Linked DNA regions of Hordeum vulgare: region 2 is linked to region 1. Evidence: chromatin contacts called from public Hi-C data. All regions are on one chromosome and are shown on one strand. The core of a region is the stretch at or near the end of the contact, and the rest is flanking DNA. Distances in the headings are between cores, read along the strand shown.

Region 1 (7,609 bases), core at 1,285-3,784:
GGCAAAGTAAATCCACGAAAGATATCAACCTACAAAATAGATTAGAATTAAGGTAAGCAAGATCAGTAAGTAAAGTGTAAACTATTATGATAGCATGCTTGTCTCTTTAACTTGTAGACCATGAGATGCAAATCTGAAACTGCCAAATTTGCTCTTGTATTTCTTTCGTTTAGGTAACATAAATAAAATCCAATGGCCAACCATGATATTAAATCAAAGTTAGCACACATAGCATAAATGTTACTCCCTCCGTTCACAAATATAAGATGTTTTGGATATTTCAATATGGACTACATACGGACTGAAATGAGTGAACAAACACACAAACGTTTTTATATACATCTGATTCAGAAAAAAGTTAGAACATCTTATATTTGTGAACGGAGGGAGTACAATTTAAGCAATTAGTATGTCTGATCATCATTCCTCCAGTACAGTGAACAAACTGAGACATGATACATACCGCCTTAACAAAATAGAAACATCATAGATATAAACATACATCTGTCTGGACTTACCTCTAATTTCTCCAGATGTAAAATTTGTTCCATCAATGAATGGCTTTCAGGTGTTTCTTCTGCATTCCAAATTGTCTTTGTTTGCAGCAGATGTCCGTATTGACTTGGCAATACAAAGCAGGACAGCTGTGATACATGAATAACAATAAGCTAAAGCGAACTATTGGATTTGGAAAAGCCATCAGCTAATATCATTGCAAACAGAACTCCTAAAGCAAATAAATGTCAAGTTAGAAAACAGAAATATGGAAAATGATACCTTTGTTACCGCAATAACATTTACTTGATGTACAGAACTATTGGTCCCTATAAAACAATTAAAAAAAAACATTAGGAGTTATCCAAAAAAAATACATGAAATACAAACTGTTAAGTCTTTTCAAGCAAAATATGGACATACATGATGAAACTAGATACAATCCGTCACAAAACTAAAATCATGTATAGAGATGTCTTACCATAACCAAAGTAGTCATACTTATTTAACACATAGTCTGGACGGTTTGCTTCTTCTGTGTTTGCAGGAGCAGAAACTTCAGCCTGCAAGATAGTGAGAATGTCTTTCAAGTAAAAGAATTTTTTGATAGAGCAATACTTTGTTGGCTGCTGAGAGATAGTAATTTTACTCTGAAGGTCCGGAACTATAAAACTCAGGTTGAGTCTTTCCCCCAGAGAATGAATGCAAATAACCAACGATATAGAAATTGAACAACACTCTTTTCTTTAATGATTTCCCGGCAACTTAGAAAGAAAATAGTTCTTGTAACAAATTATGCTTTACTGTTTCGAGAAACCGCAAAAAGCCTCCTTCTCGATGCATCGACGACAAATAGAAAAAAGTTATTTACAAGCCTACAAGTAGGTCAACAAAAGTTCTTCTATCTGTAATGCCGAAAATGAAGCACACGACCCATTCAAATTTGCTGATATAGTATTGGTTTTTCAGGTGGTAGTCAAGACCTCTCATAGGGAACAACGGCATTATGAATTTATAATGAACTCCGCCATTCTGCGAAAGAAAGGTATCTCTGTGAATAAGTGAAGCAAGAACTAGCCTAACCAATACCTGCCCATCCAGTATGATGCAAAGACCATCTACTGGTTCACCTTCACGAGCAACATAATCACTGGGTTCTGCAAAATACCACCATGAAAAACAAAATGCACAAATCAACTTTGATCCTACACCACAATCAGTGAAATACAAAATCACCACCATTCCAGTTAAGCGCATATACTGAAGAGTCAAGGGCTAAACATCTACTCCCTGGGTTCCTAAATATTTGTCTTTTTTAGAGATTCATACATACAAAGCAAAACAAACGAATCTATATTCTAAATAATGTCTATATACATCCGTATGTAGTTCATGCATTTGCTCTCGATGGTTAACATTTTATACTTCCATGCAGATCTCAACGCCAGCGCAACCTAGTAAATCGCTCATAATCGGCGAGCAGCATACAGAAATAAGCACAGTGAAGAACAAATCATGGGAGTCACATCAGACACCCTGACTGACACAGAGAACATGAACATCTTTCGGTAATTCAGTAGGGTAACAGTAGAGAGTACTCTGAGCCAACCGAAGCCAGATTCAGGCTGCGCTCGCCTGAACTAGGACCGATCGATCTAGGGGGCGCGCGACTCTGACTCACCGTAGTGCTTGACCTGGACGGCCTCGGCGATCCTGCGGATGGAGGAGCCGGGGAGGCACTGCAGGAGGGGCACCTGGCCCAGGAACTCCGTCACTGCACACCAACGGGAATCGTCCCCAGAATTAGCCACAGTCGCTCCCAAATCCGGCAGGCTCGCCGCTGCCTTACCTTCTTCCCGGTCCATCGGCGGAGGCGTCGGCGGGGCGGGAGGGGGAGCAGCAGCACAGCAGCACCGGGAGCAGCTGCGCGCCGGAAGGCGGACAATAATATCTCGAGTTTAAAAGCGATTGGGATTTGGCAGGGGTCCGGAAGCTGTGGGGAGGACGAGCCGAGAGGAACAAATACCTGCTCCGGTTTTTCCCTTGCTTTCCACGCGTTTTTTCTTTTCTTTTCTGAGTGGTGCTTGCTTTCCACACGTGGGAGGCGTGGACGGGCGGGTGTACGTGCCAGGGCTGGAGTCGCTGGAGGGCTCTCTCAGTGACGTGTGGGCCAGAGGAATATACTCCGTAGTATATATTTGCCCTCGCTGGCCCAAACTGTAATGGGATAGTTTTAGCATGTGCGATTTACCGGATTGGATTGCTCATCTCGTCGGGCATCTTCCTCAACCGTTTGATGCTCGGATAATCGTTGTTTAGGCGTTGATGCCAGCAATCAAAAGACGCAGAGGGAGAGGTTAGATCATCTTTAGTAAAACCTTCAAACCCTCAAATCCTTAAAAATAACCGTTTTTTTTACAGTTTTCATCGGAAAAACGACGTAGATTAGAACCCTTAAAGCCTTAAACCCGTAAAAAAAATTAGAGATCCAACCCTCAAACCCCCTTCCCAGCCTGTAGAAGTGAGGGTTGGGAGGAAAAACTCCCCTAACCCGCACTCTTTTTCCCACATCGCGCGGGAGGAAGTTGGTTCCCCCGCGCGGGAGGAATCCGCAGCGGCTGCCGCCAGCCCGCCGCCCTCCGCGCTCCGGCCGCCGCCCCTCCGCGCCCCGGCCGTCGCCCCTCCGCGCCCCCGTCGCCGCCCTCCGCGCCCCGGCCGCGTCCCTGCCCCGCCCCGAACGCCGCCCGCCCGCGCCCCGCCTCGGCCGGCCGTCCCCGCCCGCCCCGGTGAGATTTTTTTTTACTTTTTCAGTTTTAAATTTTTGCTTCATTGGCACTAATTGTAGCCACTTGGTATGTAGATGGACTTGTTGTCAAATTCATCGGATTGGTCGTCATCCGACGATTTGGACATTGACGAGCTGTTGCAAGACGACGACGTGCAAGCGTTTGAAGACCGCGTGAAGCTTATGGATCAGAGGAGAGGGTCGAAGATGGGGCGACTCACCATCTACCGGAACCGCGCTCTCGGACACGAGCATTTGATGCAAGACTACTTCGCGGAGGTACCTACATACCCTCCTCGTCTCTTTCGCATAAGGTACCAGATGCGTCGTAGTTTGTTTGTGAAGATTGTCACTGATTGTGAGGCTGCCTCCTATTATTTTAAACGTCGTAGATCCGCCGCCGGTATCATGGGGTTTAGTGCATATCAAAAGATATCGACGGCAATGTGGGTACTCGCTTATGGCATACCCGCGGATTATACCGACGAGTATCTTTGCATTGGGAAAGATACAACCACGGAGTCCGTCCGTAGGTTTGCCAAGTTGATCATCCGGTTGTACGGTGAGCAGTATCTTCGGGCACCAAACGAGGAAGATACAAAGAGATTAATGGAAATGAATGAAAAAAGGGGATGGACGGGGATGCTTGGTAGTCTTGATTGCATGCATTGGAGGTGGAAAAGTTGCCCAAAGGCATGGCAGGGAATGTATTGCGGTAAAAGCCGTGATGCTACCATTGTGCTTGAGGCCGTAGCATCGGAGGACACATGGATTTGGCATGCATTCTTTGGGTTTCGGGGAACACTCAATGATATCAATGTCCTCAATAGATCTCCTTTGTTCAAAAGATTAATTTCTGGGGATGCTCCAGCTTGCAACTACAAAATCATGAACAATGAGTACTCAATGGGATACTATCTCACCGATGGCATCTATCCCGAATGGGCAACTCTTGTGAAGTCCATCAAGGAGAAAAATGGGGTGCCCTTAACAAGAAAACAGGCTCATTTCACCAAGGCACAAGAGGCAGCCCGCAAAGATATTGAGAGAGCTCTCGGTGCTTTGCAAGCAAGGTTTGCCATAGTTCGGGGTCCAGCTCGGTTTTGGGGCAAAAAAACCTTGATGAACATCATGAAATGTTGTGTGATTCTACACAACATGATCCTAGAGGATGAGAGAGGGTTAAACCTCCCTTGTTTCTATGACAATGTTGGTACCCGTGTGCAACCGGAAAGAAACCCTTCTCGCATACACGCTTTTCTTCAAGCACATCATGAGATTGAGGATGGGACCACTCATGGTCGGCTCCGGGATGATCTAGTAGAGCACCACTGGCATTTGGATGGGCGGCGCATTGGCCCATGATGTATCTTTGTTTTACTTTTCTATGTCCTATTTGATTCGAACAATTGTTGTAATTTTCTCAAACATTGTTGTAATGATTTGAATGATTATTGTTTTATTCGGTGGTGTAATAATAACTAGAATGATTATTATTTTATGTCAAATGTGATTGAATTTGTGATATGTCATATGATGAAATGTGATGAAATGTGTGATATATGAAATGACAGTTGTAAGGGTTGGGGTTGGGGCAAAGACTAGAACCCTCAAACCCAACCCTTATTCTGTTATAAGGGTTGGGTTTGAGGGTTCTAGTCTTTGCCCCTGTTTTTCAACCCTTAAAAGTGTCAAAAATGGCCAATTCTCAACCCTTAAAACTGGTTTTAGATTTAAGGGTTTTGAGGGTTCTACTAGAGGTGCTCTTAGAGCATAGATCCCCTTAAAAACATGTATAAGATGCATTATAGGTCGTTTTTATGGTGTCAAATTACCCTGGACAAAACATACCCTGTAAATAAAACTGTATTTCATTATAGTCTTTTTTTTTTCTCCCGTCCTGGCAGACGTCGTCCCTATTCACGGTGTGCCTCGCCTAGGTGCCATCCGTTCACGGCCACGCATGCAGTGACAGAGCCATGTGCCGCCCGCTCGGACCACGAGCTCCCTGGAAAGCCTGCATGTCCTTGAATTAGCCCGGCACCGTGCGAGCTCCCCGCCCCCTCCCTTCCCGACACCGCCCGGCGATGGCCTGCTCGCCTTGCCTCGGTAGTGGAGGTCGACCCGGCTGCAAGGCAAATTCTGACATGCGACGACTTCTTTCGACGTGCGTCGACGAATTTCAGTGAGTTCCAGGTTGATTCCGACCAGCTCTGTGGCAGCGCATCTGCTCCAGCAAGGTTTGATCGTTTTGCAGGTTAAACTGTATACTGCCTTCAAAACTGTATATATGAGGTTCTCGCGGATAGATTTTGAGTACCCTTTAAAAAGTTTAATGACTGAACGAGTTTTACGGGATCTGTTAGGCGCTGTTTTGCAACCAAAACTATAAAACACCTTTTTCTTGCGGGTTTGACCACTTTTAAGGGATTTGCTATATATGCTCTTAGGTTGTGTTTGGTTCAACTTCACTTGCCAGCTTTTAGGTCCAAAAGCTACAATCTGAACCAAACATGTTTTCCATCGAAGCAGCTTTGGGGGAAGCTGCAGATTCTCTCTGTGTAATTTCGGCAGCTGGTCCAACCCAACTTTCGCAACTGCAAAACCAACCCAAATAGTTGTCCCTAGGAAGTTGGGTATTATTTACCCACGCTTGCCACTCTAAAGTGAAGTAACCCTTCGATCTATTCTCTCCCAGCACCCCTCGGTCGCACGAACGAACAGAGCTAGCCACCACGGGAGCTGCTCTCCTTGCTAGGGTTCGCCGCTACCAACTGCTAAAGCGGACTCCAGCGACCATCCAGCCACCGCCGCCGCAGGTAATACCCCCATCTCTCTCCTCCCTCGTCCCTCCCTCCACCCCCTTTGTTCCTCCCTGAAAGGACGTGGATGTCGCCTAGAGGGGGGGTGAATAGGCGCTTTAAAATAATTAAGGTTTAGGCTTGAACAAATGTGGAATAAAACTAACGTTTAATATGTCAAGCACAAAACCGACAAACAACTAGGCTCACCTATGTGCACCAACAACTTATGCTAAGCAAGATAAACAACTAAGTGATAGCAAGATATATTACAATAAACAATATGTCTATCACAAAGTAAAGTGCATAAGTAAAGGGTTCGGGTAAGAGATAACCGAGGCACGGGGAGACGATGATGTATCCCGAAGTTCACACCCTTGCGGATGCTAATCTCCGTTAGAGCGGTGTGGAGGCACAATGCTCCCCAAGATGCCACTAAGGCCACCGTAATCTCCTCACGCCCTCGCACAATGCAAGATGCCGTGATTCCACTAAGGGACCCTTGAGGGCGGTCACCGAACCCGTACAAATGGCAAACCTTGGGGGCGGTCACCGAACCCGTACACGTGGCAACCCTTGGGGGCGGTTACCGAACCCGTACAAATTGCTCGGGGCAATCTCCACAACCTAATTGGAGACCCCGACGCTTGCCCGGAGCTTCACACCACAATGATTGAGCTCCGAGACACCACCAAGCTTCTAGGACGCCAAAGCATCCGCGAAGAACAATATATAGGGTACTAAGTACCAAAGGTAATAAGCTTCTCAAACTTCACTTCCACGTATCACCGTGGAGAACTCAAACCGATGCAACTAATGCAATGGCAAGAACACACGAAGTGGTCAAGTCCCTCACACTCAAATCCCTCCACAACAACGAATGCTATGGAGAAATATGAGAGGAAGAACATTCCCCTCACATAGAGGAGAAAGTGATTGGTGGAGATGTGGATCTAGATCTCCTCTCTCTTCTCCCTCAAGAACAAGCAAGAATCATTGGAGGGATTGAGAGTAAGCAAGCTCTAAGAATGTCAACAATGGAGGTAGAACAAGAGCTCAACGAATGGATAAGGCCAAGGGGGAAGAAGACCCCCTTTATATAGTGGGGGAAGGAATCAGACCGTTACCCCCACTCTCTGCCCGAGCTCCAGCGGTACTACCGCTGGCTGCAGCGGTACTACCGCTGGCACTCCAGCGGTACTACCGCTGACTGCAGCGGTACTACCGCTGACTGCAGCGGTACTACCGCTGGGCCCAACGGTACTACCGCTGGACCCCTGGTAGTGCAAAGGCACTACCACCGTCAAGAAAGTCTTCGCAAAAAGGTCCGTCCACGAACAACCGCTAGGCAGGCGGTACTAAGCTCCTGGAGCGGTACTACCGCTGACCAGGGGCGGTACTACCACCAACTCTAGCGGTACTACCGCTAGGTCGAGGGGTACTACCGCTCGCCACTGAAACAGCCATAACTTTCGCATACGAGCTCCGAATCGAGCAAACCCAAGCTTGTTCGATTCAGGACGACAAG
Region 2 (7,609 bases), core at 2,240-4,739, 67 kb after region 1:
CCGAGAGCGCAGACGACACGGCCGACGCCGACGGGGAGGAAGGGTCGGAGGCGCTCTGCCCGGTCGCATTGCCGCAGACACCGCCGGGTCCAGAGCAGAGGAAGCCCAAGTACATCACGCGGGTGCGGTCAGGGTTCGAGTGGAACAAGTACAACCGCGTGCACTACGACCATGACCAGCCGCCGCCCAAGATCGTCAAGGGCTATAAGTTCGTGGTGCACTACCCCGACCTCGCCGGCACGAAGCCACCGGAGTACACCATCCACGAGGACGGGGACAGCGGGGAGACCTGCATCATCAAGTTCCACGCCGGGCCGCCGTACGAGGACGTGGCGTTCAGGATCGTGAACAAGGAGTGGGAGTACTCGCGCAAGGCGGGATTCAGGTGCACCTTCGAGAGGGGCATCTTGCACCTGAATTTCAACTTCAAGCGCTTCTTTTACAAGCGATGAGAGTGAAATTCTTCATGCTCCAGGAGAAGAGATTGACCGCAAATATATCCGACTGTAATAATAGATGTTGATTTTTATGTTAATCTGCTCTGAATTTTTGTGTAGCAAAATATTTCAGCCAAAGACTACCGCTGTCAGGTAGGAGTAACTCATATTTCAGTCAAGCTAGTTTTACTTTCCATATTGCTTCTTTGTTGCTGTTTGATGGCCAATGTTCCATAGGATGGAGCCTTGTTTGCTAGCTCTTTGTTTTTGTTGTCAAGTTATAGTTGTCCAAGATTGGTTTGCAGATGCATGTTGCAGTGGTCATGACAGGTTGGGAGGGGTAATGTTCCACTCCTCAGGAAATGCCTCAAAACATTCAAACCGTCTTTCTGAACACGGTGCACACATAGAGTTTCTGGACACCGTTTAGCTACTACAGCAGCAGGATTTGTAGTGCCATCAGATGTTCAATATACGGTAATGTCGATCAGCGTCCAAGGCAATTAATTACATGTCTGCGTTCAAACCAGCCTCCAAGGCAATTAAATCACAGGTCTGCGTTCTCTATACGCTTGTCTAGGTAATCTTTCTTGGTACTAAAATGGCTCTGCAAGTGTTGCGCCGAAACCAGCTGCAGATATAACATGTCTCTTGCCGGTTGTTTACTCGCAATCTGCTGGTAATTTTAGTTGCCATTGTTCAAACATGAAAAAATAGAAATAAATCCATTAGGGGATTATGAAAACTATTGCAGTGCATATGGATTGTCAAGCCTTTTTTGTCAGTTCGGATTTTTGGTTGTGTTGATTAGTGCATGAAGGGTAACAAAAACATCTTAAGATAGGTCCATAATGCGATTCTACGGAAAATAAGGTCACGTGCTAAGTTCAGTATTTCAGTTCACTGAAGATGGCAGAGGCTACATCTGCAAACTGACGGAAAATGCCTGTCCAGAGTGAGAGTGGTATCCAACTACTTTAATTCGTGTGTATGGATAAACATGGTACAAATGTTGGTAAGAATAAACTAGTTGTCTGTGGTGTTATTTCCACCGTAATGATGACAGTTTCCTTCAGAATTACTGTACTGTCAAAATAAGAAGAATAGTACTCCCTCCGTCCAAGTCGCTGATTATACAAAATTAGTACAAAGTTGTACTATTTTTATCCGAAAATGCCGTTTGGAGCTCGGGCTCATGGCACCCTTTATTTTTTTTAAATTCAAAGTTCAAATTTTGGTTTTAAAAAAATCTGAAAAAAATACAAGCACACAAGGATGAAATTATATGTGTGCAAAAATCCAGGATTAAATACCTTCAGATGCGATCTGTGCAAAAAGAACAAACTCATGGACGTTTGGAATGAATTTGTTTTTCAACGTATTTTGTTTTAAAAATTTGCACACATGTGTGTTATGCCTCTATTTATATCCATATTTTTTTAAGATTTTTTTTGAAATGTAAAAAATACGATAGTTAATGATTTTTGGGTTTTTTTAAAAACAGGGCTCCATGAAGCCCGAGCTTCAAAATGCCCTACTCATTTTCCTCCTCTTATTATTTTTTTGGAAATAGAGCTTCTCTTCTCCATTAATGTCATCCAAGCACAGTAGACAGTAATGATTTTGCTAACTAAGGCTGGTCATAGTAGGAAGTAACATATAGTAGTATCATGCATATCATACTATTGTATGATATTACCTTTATATTGCATAGTATCGTAAACTAGTATCAGAGGTGATCTTATTTATTACCATGCATGACACAAAGTAGCATTGCATTTAACATGATACGGTATCTATCTATGTTACTCTAACCTCCTCTTTCTTTTTTAATTCTCTGCCACATCAGCATGTTTGCTATTCTCAAGTATATGTTACTAGCTAAGATACCACCACTATGGCTAGCCTAAATCGACTGCGGATGAACACTACCGCAAGAGCGAGGGCGAGAGGTGCTTCAGTCATGTGAACAAGTGTCAGAACTGTTGTCCGACCGAACCAAAGAAACTGAAGATGAACACCACGAGAGCGAGGGCGAGGATCGATGGCGATGCAGTCCAGTGAACAAGTGTCAGAACTGTAGTCTGATCGAACCAAGGAAAAATGCAGATGAATGGGTCTAAATCAACTGCTGATGAAGACCACGAGAGCGAGGGCGAGGATCGATGGCGATGCAGTCCAGTGAACATGTGGCAAACTGTGGTCTGATCGAACCAAGGAAAATGCCGATGAATGGGTCTAAATCAACTGCTGATGAACACCGCGACGAGTGGGTAATTAACTACGACAGTCTGTAGTCTAAAAAATATATATAATACGAGATGGGTATATGTTTCCTTCTACGTTTTATTGGTTTGTGGAGGAGGAGGGTATACTGAAGCACACCTCTAACAATTAACATGGATTCAAAAATACTCGCTTCATCGGAAAATTATTTATCGCAGAAATGAAAGTATCTCCGTTGGCACAAGTGAAGAAGAGACCTGTGCAGCGCAAAGCAAACGAGAGGCAATCAAAGACCTTACAAAACAAGTTCAGTAAACCCTGCCAAGGCAGAAGGCACAACTGTAAGGTGAAAGGTGACAGTTTCACAGGCAAAAATATGAAGGCAAATACAGGTCGATTACGGCCCTCCTTTCTGAAGGAAAATGCGCCTGGAGACGACCGGCGTCTGCATCATCGACCATCCGGAGCTGTAGCGCCTCATCGACAAACAGAAACCACCAGGCGCTGATGAATCAACTTGCGGACGTACGAATCGTTGAACATCGGATCCACCGTAGGCTACAGCCCGTCCGACAGCGATTTATACATACCAGATTCCCCATTGGCTTATGAGTCGTTGAAACTTCGCCTGCGCAGAGGCAATGATCGGGACCGGATTTGCTCCCGTCGATTTCCGTTAAACAGGAAAGGAATCAAAACCGAAACGACTGGTGATGCTGAAGAACAGCACGGATCCGCATCACTCTGAGCCTTAATAATGACGGGTAAGACTGTCGTTGTGAGTCTGCTCATGGATCCTCGTAGCTCTTATGCTGTAGTCCGCACTGAACACTGAACTGTTTACACCTAATAAATCGACTGCAGATGAGCACCACGAGAGCGAGGGCGAGGAGCGGTTCAGCAATTATCTTTTTGGGCGGGTTCGATGAGCAGATGCATTAGCTTTTTGTTTGACCTTAGCCACTGAGGATTTTTTAAAGATATTTAGCTTTCACAATATCTTGCCACAGTCCTTCTTTTTTTTCTAGTGTCAAAATCTGGTGTCAACACCTACAAATCAAATACATTGAACCCCGACGACGAGGCACCTAGTACGTCCGACGTCGGCAGCGATCATGTGGAGCCGCGGAGGCCTAGTGCCCGAACAAACGAAAACCACCAGAGGCCGCGACAAATGAACCAGCCAAAAGGTAGGAATCGGTGAGCAGCAGATCCATTGTTGGCCGAGCCGACAGGAAATCGGTGATAAAATACCCCCATTGGCCCGTGAGATTTGAGCAACTTGGCCTGCGCACACCCAACGACCGGGACCGCCGGATTGGCCGCGCCTCCGCACGGGTGCTGCCACTGCAAAGTACAGACCACTGTTGGCCACTGCATATCGCCATCGTAAGAGCATATCCAGTAGAGCCTCAAACCCTTAAAAATAACCCTTTTTTTTTACGGTTTTCATCGAAAAAACGGCGTAGACTAGAACCCTTAAACCTGTAAAAAAATTTAGAGGTCCAATCCTCAAATCCCTTCCCAACCTGTAGAAATAAGGGTTGGGAGGGAAAACAGCCCCCAACCCGTACTCCACTTCCACTTCGCGCGGGAGGCAGTTGGTTCCCCGCACGTGCGAGGAAGTTGCCTCGGCCGCCGCCGCCCCTCGCTCCGGCCGCCGCCCCGCCTCCCCCCGCGCCGGCCGCCGTCCTGCGCTCCCTCCGTGCCCCGGTCGTCGCCCCGCCGCCCCTTCGCGCCCCGGCCGCTGCCCTCCTTGCCCCGCCGCCCTCCGCATCTCGGCCGCTGCCCACCGCGCTCCGGTCGCCGCCCCGCCGCCCCCGCGCCCCGGCCGCCGCCTCTCCGCGCCCCGCCGCCCTCCGCATCTCGGTCGCCGCCCACCGCGCCCCGGCCGCCGCCCCGCCGGCCCACTGCGCCCCGGCCGCCGCTCCGCCTCCCGGGAATATTTCGTTATAAGGGTTGGGTTTGAGGGTTCTAGTCTTTACCCCTGTTTTTCAACCCTTAAAAGTGTTAAAAATGTGTAATTTTCAACCCTTAAAACTGGTTTTAGATTTAAGGGTTTGAGGGTTCTACTAGAGATGCTCTAACCACGGTCGACGTGGACCGGCGGGAGTAAAGTATGAAATAAACCCTGAGGTTGTAGAGGTCGATGCAGAGGAACCCTCACCTTTAAATTCCTGAAGTTTGTACCCAGAACTTTTTGATCCTGATCTATCCTAACCTTAGTTGTGTTTGGCACATCGGGAAAAGCACAATCCTAAGCGGGAACTCTTTCTCACTATTGCACGGGCAACACATTAGAACCATCTTCTTCCTCGCTCCCATATCCCTCCTGCAGCTCCCTTTCCTCTTTAGTTCCATCAATGGCAATAGGGTAAAAGCTTCTCGGGAGGTGTCGGGGTGTGGATAACAGCTGGCAGAATCCCATCTCGCTGTAGCCCGACTATCCCTGCTTTTGACGCCGCACACTAGCTTGAGCAGGTAGCCATTACCGTCATGGCCACCTCTCGCTGCAGTTCAGCGGGTTTGGGCACGCGCGGCAAACGCAACGACGAGCACAGTGACGCAAACTTCTTTATCAACGATGAAATCGATGAACACCGCCTGAGGATTGAGGTTCCGCTGGAAGACACACACGCACATTCATGTACAAGCACGAACTACTACGTGAGTCTAGCTGGATCGATTGATCTCTTCTGGACACCGATGGATTGCAACAGGCTTTCTAATGCCTAGTATTTTTCTTGCCTTCTTCTGATAGTAATCGAGGTGTAGTCCGCGGTTAATCTGTTAATCTCGACATTGCCCTACACTCCGTCCATGGACACGACGACGATGCTCGTCGCTGAGGCCAAGCCTTCGGTCTTCCCGTGGATCTTAGGCTAGATGTGTTCGGATGATGTGGTGGATTAATTATCTTGTGATGAACTCGATGAGCTCCCTCCAGAGACCGTCGTGAGGTGATGACGACGGTGGGGAATGAAAGAGAGATGCGGTAACGGCTGCGGTGGACTTCCCATCGCTTCAGTGCATCCCTCTAGATCGGATTAGGGTTTGAGAGTGGGAACCAGTGGTGGCGGTGAACCTCGTGTCTTGTGCCATGGTCCCCACCTTCTCTTTATAGCACTGCGCGACAGGGGCCCACCAGCCTTACTTGGGCTGGACGCCCCCGATCAGGGCGTGAGTCAAGGTCCAATGGGCCGTTGGGGAAAGAGATCAACCTAACATTCTCCCCCTTGATCTCATCATATACTTTTAACTTTATCCGTTTCGTAACAGATCAATACATAGGGCATGTTTCATCGTCACGGCTCAATTGCCGATGGAATCAGACAGCGACAATGTACCTCTCTATTTTGAGACAGATTCTTTAACCTTGGGCCCTTTGTTGTCCGGAAATTTTAGACTATACCATAAAACCCATGTCGACTGTGTGTTCTCCGAACGCACTAGGCGGTAAGCCTTTGATAAGCAGATCCGCAAACACTTGTTTGTCGCTTTTATGCTTTCAAGCTTTTTTCCATAATTCCGGACTTTCTCCTTCACAACATGTAACTCCTTGTCAGTGTGTTTGGCATCAACACTTGACTCGTTGTGACAGGAGCGAAAGAACTTAAAATGGTAATCGCCGTTGTCAACCATTATCCACTCCGGGTACAGGTAGCCTTAACCACGTTGCCCGTCCCTCAGCCTCATATCAAGCTATAACATATCATTGCATCACATTGATGACAATCGTTTTACTCATTTGAAGATTTTTCACACAAAACTCCGAGTATGAAAGTTAGCGACAATTGTGGATTTCGCTATACATTTCACAAGTCCTGCCTTTGTACTCACAATCTTTTGAGAGCACTTATTTCTTTTAGCATGAGGCCGATATCTTTGACTCCATTCCATTGATTAATCTATGGACTGGAAATTGCCAAAACAACCCGGATATATACGTGAACTGTGTCAGGGTAATATCTTGAGCTTCCAACAACTGAAGCATATGGTACCATATCCGTTTACAATCTTTTCTTATTAACTTTTGGAACACCATAGTTTCCACTTCCATTACCCTTGACTATAAGAACAGGCGTAGGTTTTCTCGTATGCATACTTTAGAGATCTTTCTTAGCATGTCCATGCGACATTCCTAATACCCCCTTTTATTCTTTTGAACTTTGAGGACAAGAACTTATTTTCTCCTCCTGTAGTAGATTGACATCACCACTAGCAAGTAGGCAAGAGGCAATTAATTCTATAGTCACCCATTTCCAAAAGGCAATAGGTTTTATAGGGACCTGTATCACAAGATCCCTTGTAGAGCTAACAACAGGTGTTGTATAGGTCATACAACATGCTCCCCCAGATTACTCCATCTTCACTGAAGAAATGGCGTATCTTTAAACTTTCTTCTTTATGGCACTTTAAGCACCACTGTTGTATTCCTTAGTCTGCTTTCGGAACTATAAAAGATCCGAAAATACAACTATTTTTTTCTTTAGGGGTATCATAATGACGGTATTCAGATGACTGTCGTACTCCCCTTGACAATCATATTCTTCATTAATGGATCACTTTAGATGCGTAATGTGCATCACATCATCTAAAGTACAGAGGAGTCATGAAATACATTACAATGTATTTCATGTCTCTTTCTCCCCCTCGAAATGTGGCAAGAACTTTTCTGCCACAATTTCGAAACCCATTCATAGCTCTTGTGAAATGAGGAAACTTCGATTATCTAGCTCATTCATCTTATCACTTCATGTAAAATGAAGTTATAAGTTAACTAGTATGGGAGTACTTTTTCCTCATTTCATTTCAGAAACTCAACAGAGTTCTTTATCATTGTCTCTTTTGCAAGTCACACTTGCATATCATTCTTGTCTTTAGGTTCGTCTGTTACTTTTATCCTTTCTAGATTTAGTGATTGCATAATGACCGTTACACATAAA

The links. Hi-C and Micro-C count contacts between places; a contact is called where the count stands out from the background.
Region 2: a Hi-C map of leaf shows a contact between it and region 1, with 5 times the contacts expected there. The contact joins the enhancer-like site here to the promoter of LOC123427532 in region 1. A contact is called at or near these places in 3 of 6 Hi-C or Micro-C datasets (leaf and seedling).

The regions. Positions count from the first base shown.
Region 1 is chr2H:593,337,754-593,345,362 of MorexV3_pseudomolecules_assembly, forward strand. LOC123427532 (acyl-CoA thioesterase 2-like) reads right to left here and starts at 2,535. Exons shown (of 17, transcript XM_045111606.1): 1 at 2,345-2,535; 2 at 2,177-2,269; 3 at 1,585-1,652; 4 at 977-1,058; 5 at 778-824; 6 at 519-644; 7 at 1-29. The coding sequence starts at 2,360.
Region 2 is chr2H:593,403,347-593,410,955 of MorexV3_pseudomolecules_assembly, forward strand. No RefSeq gene overlaps it. Among protein-coding and RNA genes, the nearest start is that of LOC123427532, 67 kb to the left of the region's middle. Within about 2 kb of position 3,490, at least 2 of the 3 cell types and tissues checked have open chromatin away from gene starts, as enhancers often do. A contact at or near this core is called in leaf, where this site is marked.